3 separate regions of the Gossypium hirsutum genome follow, and regions 2 and 3 are each linked to region 1. Evidence: chromatin contacts called from public Hi-C data. All regions are on one chromosome and are shown on one strand. Each heading gives the region's core, a stretch centred on a gene start, on an enhancer-like site or on the middle of the called end of the contact. The rest is flanking DNA. Distances are from core to core; before and after follow the strand shown. Region 1 holds the start of LOC107957487 (NDR1/HIN1-like protein 6). Region 2 holds the start of LOC107957495 (threonylcarbamoyladenosine tRNA methylthiotransferase). Region 3 holds the start of LOC107957493 (transcription factor IIIA).

Region 1 (2,634 bases), core at 94-2,593:
CAAAAGAAAGCTATTCATCAAATTCCAAATTTGTCCCTCCTTACATACCAGATGACGGTCTTTCCCCTTCAATTTTGAAGGCGGCTCCTTTGATTTATGGCGTATCATTTATCCCCCTTCCAAGTAGTTGATGCCATCCTCAACAAATATTTTGTAATTTTCTCTACTTTTTATTCCTTTTTTTCAACATTAAGTTCGATATGTGTCATTAGTTCAAGTACAGGCTTCTATTTTGTCCAATTTGACTATTATAATTTGTTAAACTCTGCTATTAGTCCTTATACTTTGTAAAAGTTGTGAATTTAGTCTCTACAATTTAATTTGGTCATTTTTATACCATGTGCTTTTTAAATTTTTAAATTTCAGTTATCACCATATCATAACTGTTAAATTCATTGAGTTAAATTTTTTTATTTCTAAATCTGATGCGTCAAACATATTATCATATATTTAATGTTATGTTGGCTTGTTATTTCTACATATTCCTCACTAAAAGAAAAATCAATTAATGGATTAACAATCTACAAAAGTATGTATATTGTATAACTAGTAATTGAATTTAAACAAACAGCTTTAATAGCTATTGGTTGGGCCAACATTAAAATTTCAAAAATTTGAAAAGTACAGGGACTAAAATTGATCAAACTAAAGTACGAGGACTAAATTTAAAACATTTGTAAAGGACAAGGATTAATAGAGAATTTTAACCATTAGAAATTATGATTATTATCATATGAAAAACCTGATGACCAACCTTTAACAAATCCTAAGTCTATGTGCTGATCTCCCAAATTCAAAAATATAACAATAAAATTAGTGCTGATTTACCATCCACGTGGTTCAACTTGGTCTACAGTCAATTTTATAACAATTCTGAATTCCCAATCTGTTTCTAACTCACAAATTTTTTTTATTATGAAAAGAAAAATAAATTTTAAATGTGATATAATAATTTATGTTGTATTAAAAAATTTAATAAAATAATAATTGAGTTTCAATTCGATTGATGTGTCATTATTGTCAATACGAGAGAACGTAAATTTGAAAGTATGCTATTTTCCTATTTAAAGAATTGAGAAAAGACTATATAAATAAAGAAAAAATAGGGTTGAGAAGGAAATTATTAAAAAAAAGTTAAATATAAAATATATATCATCAAACAACATGTTTTAATTACAAAAGCATTGTAATATGAATGCGGACCATTAGGTGAATATTTGGATCAAAACTTCGTCTTTAGGAAAAAAGTCAAATAAAGGAAGCTTCTATTGTATGACTTAATCAATAGCTTCCTTCCCCTGCTCTATATTAATTCTATTTTTCTCAAGGTTTATTTTAGAAAATAAATTTATATGGTTACCTTCCCTTAGAGGCTTGAATTGAATTGAATACATCATCAATGGCGGACCAACAGAAAATCCATCCCGTCCCAGACGTGGAAGCGCCGCCAGAAACCTCCCCCAGTGCTCCCTTGGTTCCTCTAGGCACTTCTAAATCCGACACCGGTAACCCTGTCGAGCAACATCCACTCAACTCCCGGTCCCATGGCCCTTCTCCTCCTGTTAAGCATTCGACAGCTCCCAAGAAAAGAAGAAGCTGTTGTTGCAGGTGCATGTGTTGGACGCTGTCTCTTCTCTTGCTTCTGATCGTCATTCTGGGGATTATCGTCGGCATCTTATTCCTTGTTTTCCGACCAAAGCTACCCAAGTATTCTATCGACGGCCTGCGGGTTACGCAGTTCGATCTCAGCTCAGCCAATTCCAGCTTATCTGCTAGCTTCGATGTTAACATCACCGCCAGAAACCCCAATAAAAGAATCGGAATATATTATGACGGAGGTAGTCATATAACCGTATGGTACAATGAAACCCAACTATGTGAAGGGGCGTTACCCAAATTCTACCAAGGTCATCGGAACACGACCGTGCTGGTATTGCCGATGACAGGGCAAGTCCAGAACGGTACCGTGTTGCTGACGGCACTGCAACAGCAGCAGCAGATGACGGGGAACATACCCTTGATGCTGAGGGCTAAACAGACTGTGAGGGTTAAGCTTGGGAGCTTAAAGCTCATGAAAATGAAGTTCAGGATTAGGTGCCGCCTTGTGGTGAATGCTTTATCTGCTGACAATGCCATCAGAATTTCGAGCAGTAGTTGCAGCTTTAGGCTTAGACTTTAGAGTTTATAACTACGGCCATGGGGGGTGGGATATAATATATCATTTATATTACTTGATCCACATTTTTTTGTTTATGTTCTTTAATATTGGTATTGCCATAAGAATGGAGGATTTTTATGAGGTTTTGTCCTCCATATTATAAAATAAACACTGTTTTGTTTGCACCTAGCTCTGTAATTTCTTATTTATTTCTAGACCTATATATTATACAATAGTATTACCCTTTTTTTCTTTTGTTGAAGATCATAATAGTAATATCCTATTCTTTTCAAAATCCGAAATTTGGGAGTGATGACAAAAATATTAGATTCAGGAAACATTTTTTAAAAACAAAATTGTTGTTTTAAAATGGGTCAGAGCTTCGAATAGTATTGACTAAATATTGAATGTTAAAGCCGAAATGATTTAAGAGAAAATAGATTCCGTTCCCAGGCTTGGATTTGTCCTCCTTGCCA
Region 2 (2,634 bases), core at 38-2,537, 170 kb after region 1:
TAAGGGACCAGATTTTGCAGCAAAGACAGGGAAAGCTCTGGATTTAATTAGCTGCTTATTTCCATTAATTAGCATCCCAGGAGTGTATTGAGGAAGATGAGGTAAAGCTGAGAGATTTGCCATTGTGAGATGAGAGTGGAATGAAGTGCTGAACCTATTAACTCGTAAACAAATAAAGAAAGTAGCACCACAAAATATTTATTTTTAATTGAGGCTGAAGAGAACTGGATAAAGGATGCCATCACTTATTATATACGAAGGCCACTTGGCTTGCCTACCCTACATTATATCTCCCGCTCTCTATCACTCAAATCCATTGCACCCTAGACCTTATATCTTTTTGGTTAATATAATTTTTTCCTCCATTTTAGTATTTGTATCTTTTTTTTTCTATTTTAGTATTTAAATTTAACCATTAAATTGGAAAAATATGTATAAGTTTGATAATATAATATTTTGAGATTATATCATGACATTACTTAAAAATAACAAACCTAATGATAAATAAATTAAAATAGACTTTTACACTTTTCTAATTTGAATGACCAAAATAAAACCTAATTAATAAATTCATGTACTAAAATAGACTAAAAAACCAAAATAAATCTAATTGCAGTCAAAATTTGCATTAACCCTTTATTTTTTCAAAACCTTCATCGTATATATGGGTTAACACACTTCTTCAGTCTCTCTAAATTTTAATATTGAGTAAATTTGTTTTTTTTAAAAAAACAGAGCAGTTTAATCATTATCGATTTCAAAATTGAGCAATTAAGAATAATTAATCACATTGTTAATATTTTTCATCAAATTTACATAAATTTGACTAATATAATAACAAATTTGGCTCTCATAATTTACACATTCTATCAATTTGGTCAAGATTTAATAAATTTAGCCCACAATATTTCTATAAATGTGTAAATGTTGAGGCTAAATTTGTTGATTTTTTTAGAATCAAAATCAAATTAACAAAATATGTAAAGATTGAAGGCTAAATTTGTTAGTATACCAATAAAAAATATACAAAATTTATGAAAGCCATTAATACTGTGATTAATTTTCCTCAATTTCTCACTTTCAAAATTGAAAGGTATTAAATTACTCCAGTTTTTTTTGTAGGGACGAATTTGCTCAATTTAAAAATCGGGAGTGTTTCTTTTTACTGGTATGCTTTATTAGGGACCAGAAAACTTGGGCTGTTTTGAGCTTCTAGTTCACATCAGAAAACAAAAGCCCAGCAAGTTCTGTCTTTATTATAGTTTTGGAATGAATTAAAGTGAAGCAAAAGCCCGATTAGTGAACCCAAAGCTCACTTTTTGGCAGAACAGGGTCTGGTTTGCTTTTTTTCTATCCTGCACTTTGCAGTGCAGCGGCCTCTGAAGTCGAAAGGGACGATCCAAGGAAATGGAAGACATAGAAGATTTGTTGGTCGGCAGCGGCGGAGCTCCTCCTGGGTTTAGGTTACCTTTGAATGCGGTTGGAGTTAATCCCAGGAAAAAGAACAAAGCCAAACCCAGCAAGGTTTCTCAAATGAATGATCCTCCCAAAATCCCTGGCACTCAGGTCCTTCTTACTTCCTAATATAATTATATTTATCATTTATCAATTTGTAAATAGTTATTCATTCTTTTTCTTTTTCAATTTCTTTGTTGCAGACTATTTATGTCAAGACTTTTGGATGCTCACATAACCAGGCAAGTTTTCCTTTTTTTTTTAATTTGTAATGTTTTAGGAAATAGCTTAATGGGTGGTTTTGAGCTTAAAAGAAGACCCAAAAACTGTGGTTTACTCAATGAACTGCGTTTTTGTCTTGTTGTAAATATCTGAATGCTAACTTCTTTTTAGCTCTTTCTTTTTGTTCCCTCAAATACTTAGATTCACCAAGAGTTTGTGTCTTACATGCTTATCCATAAGATATGATTGAAATTCATGGATGTTAAATAGTTGAAATAGCAGGCACCCTGCCTTGAGCTCTTATGTCTTGTGAATTTGAGTTTATTACTTTATTTTCTATAATAATGTGGTATGGAGGTTGATCCTCCAATTATATGAAGAAACTTAGAAAAATAAAAGAGCATACCTATATACATACTTGTATCCAATACTTGTTCTAGAGTCCAACACTTGTCAACCTATATTCGAATATCAGGTTGATCTTCCAATTATGTGATAAAACTTAAAGAAAAACTAAGCATACCCGTGTGTGACACTCATTCCCTAGTCCTGGTAACATAGGTTAACACTTGAAAGTCATTGAATATGAGAAAACCTTATATCTAACCAAAAATTGCTTTTGTAATATATCGTGTTATCTATACTAATTTAAAATCTTTTAATATTAAAGATACTAGTTGTATTGATTACATGTCAAACCTGATCTTGTAATTGAGTTTTAACGTGTTGTTGTGAAAAAGAATAAAGGTGCAGCCCATCTCACTCATGTTCATACATCTTTCCAAGTCTAGAATTCAATTTGATTTTTGCTTTTAGTTTATCTGATACTTTGACATCTTGTCAGAGTGACAGTGAATATATGGCGGGTCAGCTTTCAGCATTTGGCTATGCAATATCTGACAATCCTGAGGAGGGAGACCTTTGGCTAATAAATACGTAAGGCTTGCACCATTGAAT
Region 3 (2,634 bases), core at 44-2,543, 150 kb after region 1:
CACAGCAGCTGCGAAGTTCTTTATCGTGTTTGACAAAGCTTTGTTATTGTCTCAATTTGCCTTAACTTGCTCATTAAAACCAATATGTGAAAGCCATCCGGAGAAGTAGTAAAATGGTTTAACTTTAGTGTCTCTGCTATGATTTAGAGTCTTCAGTAACAGAGGTCTATGATTTGGCTTTATTCTTGGCAGATGGTACATTATTAACATAGGCTCCAGTAGTTCCCAAGCCAAATTACGTTATACTTTGTCAAGACGTTCATAGGGGACCTTCCACTCCTTGTAAATTTGGGTCCTGTGAAACCAAGATCCTTCAGGTTATTATTAAACACAAAATTCTTAAAAGCTTGCAGCTCAACTTCCGGAACCACCCTGTGTCTCATTCTCGTGTAATAAAGCATTAAAATCTCCAAGTATGATCCATACTATCGTTGACTGATGAGCAGCACAACTTAATCTCTCCCATAGTAGTCTTCGTCTCAAACCATTCGGGATGCCATACATTGTTGTGAAAAAGAATCTCAATTTATCTAAAGCATATAGGCAAATTTAAAAATGGATTTAGAGTATTAAAGAAATTCATAATACTTATACTATAATATACTTTATATAAACCACATGATTCTCAATCTAGTGTACATTTTGAATTAAATTTTTTTATTCTTAAGTATTTTATAAAATTTGTAATTTGAATTACTTTTGTACATTTTTTTGTGTTTTTTAAACTTTTCTATTTTTTTCCTTAAATTTTTTTGTTTTAATAAAAATGTTTATACTAAATATTTTGAATCTTGAATTTTTTTTACTTTTTTAAACATTACATAGCTTTAATCTTAGTTCACCAATCTATTTTCATTTTTCAAGAGTTTTCTATTTATAAAACTATTTATACTTCTTTTCCGAAAAACCATCCATACTTTTGAATCTTAATTAGCATATTATTTTATTCTATTATTTACTTTTTTTTATTTTTCATTATATTTATTTTATTAATCCATTTTATTTAGTACACGTGAATATCATGTTAATTAAAAATAACTATAAATGAATATTTTATTTTATATTTTATATTTTACATTTAAATTGTAGTACAAAATTTAGTATTAATGCAATTTTATTGAACAATTACAAATATTGTTAAATTTTTATAAGATTAATCCGCACGGAAATATTACTAATTCCAAAAAATTATGGTTCAAATATTAAATTATATATTAAGTACTTTTAATTAAAAACAAAAGCATTAAGAAATTCATTATTTTCAACAAAATTGGATGGGCCAATCCTGTCTATTAAAACATTACCTTCCAAGGCAAATACTTGGGTAATTAGGGTATATATGAATATCTTGTGTCTCCAGCGTAGGGTTTCCAGAGCGGCTCGCCTGTTTGCTGTCCTTAACAACCAGTCTCCGCGAAAATCCATTAAAAATGGAAGAAGAAAAAAAAGTAGGAGGAGCCATCTTCAAAGACATAAGGCGTTATTACTGCGAATTTTGTGGAATCTGCAGATCTAAGAAGTCTCTCATCAACTCCCACATTCTCACTCATCATACGGTACCTGCCAATGGCTTCTTCTTTCTTTTCCCTTTTCAATTCAAATTGGCTTTAAGTCTGAAGATTTATTTTTGTTTTGAACTGTGGGTTTGGTTCAGGACGAAGTAAACAAAAGGGGAAAGGAAGAAGAGGGAGCTTCATCTTCAAATACATGTGAAGAGTGCGGTGCTTCTTTCAAGAAGCCTGCTTATTTGAAGCAACACTTGCAAAGCCACTCGCTTGAGGTCTTTTTAACTTGTAATTAGTTTCACGGTCAAATTTTTTTTTAAATAATCCTTTTGATTGCCCAATAACTAATACCTTGTTAACTTAATCTTAGTTGATACTTTGCTATCTGCCATATTTAGATATATGGGAGAATGATAGTTTTTGAAGATTTGGCTTACTCATAAACCAACTTCACGGTTAAACATGATTTTGGTATTTGTTTTATTTGCCTTAATTTTATAGCAATTTTAAACAATCATATGATAAGTGACTAAACAACCTATCTCTGTATCCTGATGTCTTGTATCTTACTACCACCTCTCTTACCTGTTTGAGTGTATCCATTTTTGATATAGATAAGCTCAATTGTTTTAAGTTTATTTATATTTTTGGAGGATCATACTTTCAGCTATGCAAGACAAGGTTGCAATAGTGAAAATGAAGAGCCTGTGTAACATAGATTACCACTTATGATTTATGACATACTTTTTTGCAGGAGTCACTTCATTTTATAATGTAACCAATGGATGTTATAGCGTGAAGCATTGGATCCCACAAAAAGAACTCCAAAATGCGAGAGGCTACATTGTTGTAACTTGAATGGACCAGTATCAGGTTGGGAGACCTCCTGAGAAGCTCCATCAAGTGAGCCTCAATCACGCGGTGTGGTATACTTTTGAGGTTTGAAGACTTGTTAATGTGCATGCATGCATCAATATTGGTTGTTATGTACTTGTAATTCTAATAATCTTTCTTTTGTTACAGAGGCCATTTGTTTGTTCGGTTGAAGATTGTCATGCTAGCTACAGGAGGAAAGACCACTTGAATCGCCACCTTCTTCAGCACCAAGGAAAACTCTTTAAGTGTCTGA

What was found. Hi-C and Micro-C count contacts between places; a contact is called where the count stands out from the background.
Region 2: a contact with region 1 is called in a Hi-C map of leaf, with 2.7 times the contacts expected there. The contact joins the promoter of LOC107957495 here to the promoter of LOC107957487 in region 1. A contact is called at or near these places in 4 of 34 Hi-C or Micro-C datasets (callus, leaf and seedling).
Region 3: a contact with region 1 is called in a Hi-C map of leaf, with 3 times the contacts expected there. The contact joins the promoter of LOC107957493 here to the promoter of LOC107957487 in region 1. A contact is called at or near these places in 8 of 34 Hi-C or Micro-C datasets (callus, leaf and seedling).

The regions. Positions count from the first base shown.
Region 1 is chrA05:32,044,987-32,047,620 of Gossypium_hirsutum_v2.1, reverse strand. LOC107957487 (NDR1/HIN1-like protein 6) reads left to right here and starts at 1,343. Exons shown (of 1, transcript XM_016892999.2): 1 at 1,343-2,391. The coding sequence starts at 1,400. The coding sequence ends at 2,179.
Region 2 is chrA05:31,872,854-31,875,487 of Gossypium_hirsutum_v2.1, reverse strand. LOC107957495 (threonylcarbamoyladenosine tRNA methylthiotransferase) reads left to right here and starts at 1,287. Exons shown (of 11, transcript XM_016893012.2): 1 at 1,287-1,566; 2 at 1,659-1,697; 3 at 2,522-2,613. The coding sequence starts at 1,408. LOC107961217 (protein PHOTOSYSTEM I ASSEMBLY 2, chloroplastic) reads right to left here and starts at 312. Exons shown (of 4, transcript XM_016897415.2): 1 at 1-312. The coding sequence starts at 123.
Region 3 is chrA05:31,899,494-31,902,127 of Gossypium_hirsutum_v2.1, reverse strand. LOC107957493 (transcription factor IIIA) reads left to right here and starts at 1,293. Exons shown (of 6, transcript XM_016893003.2): 1 at 1,293-1,556; 2 at 1,655-1,780; 3 at 2,529-2,634. The coding sequence starts at 1,431.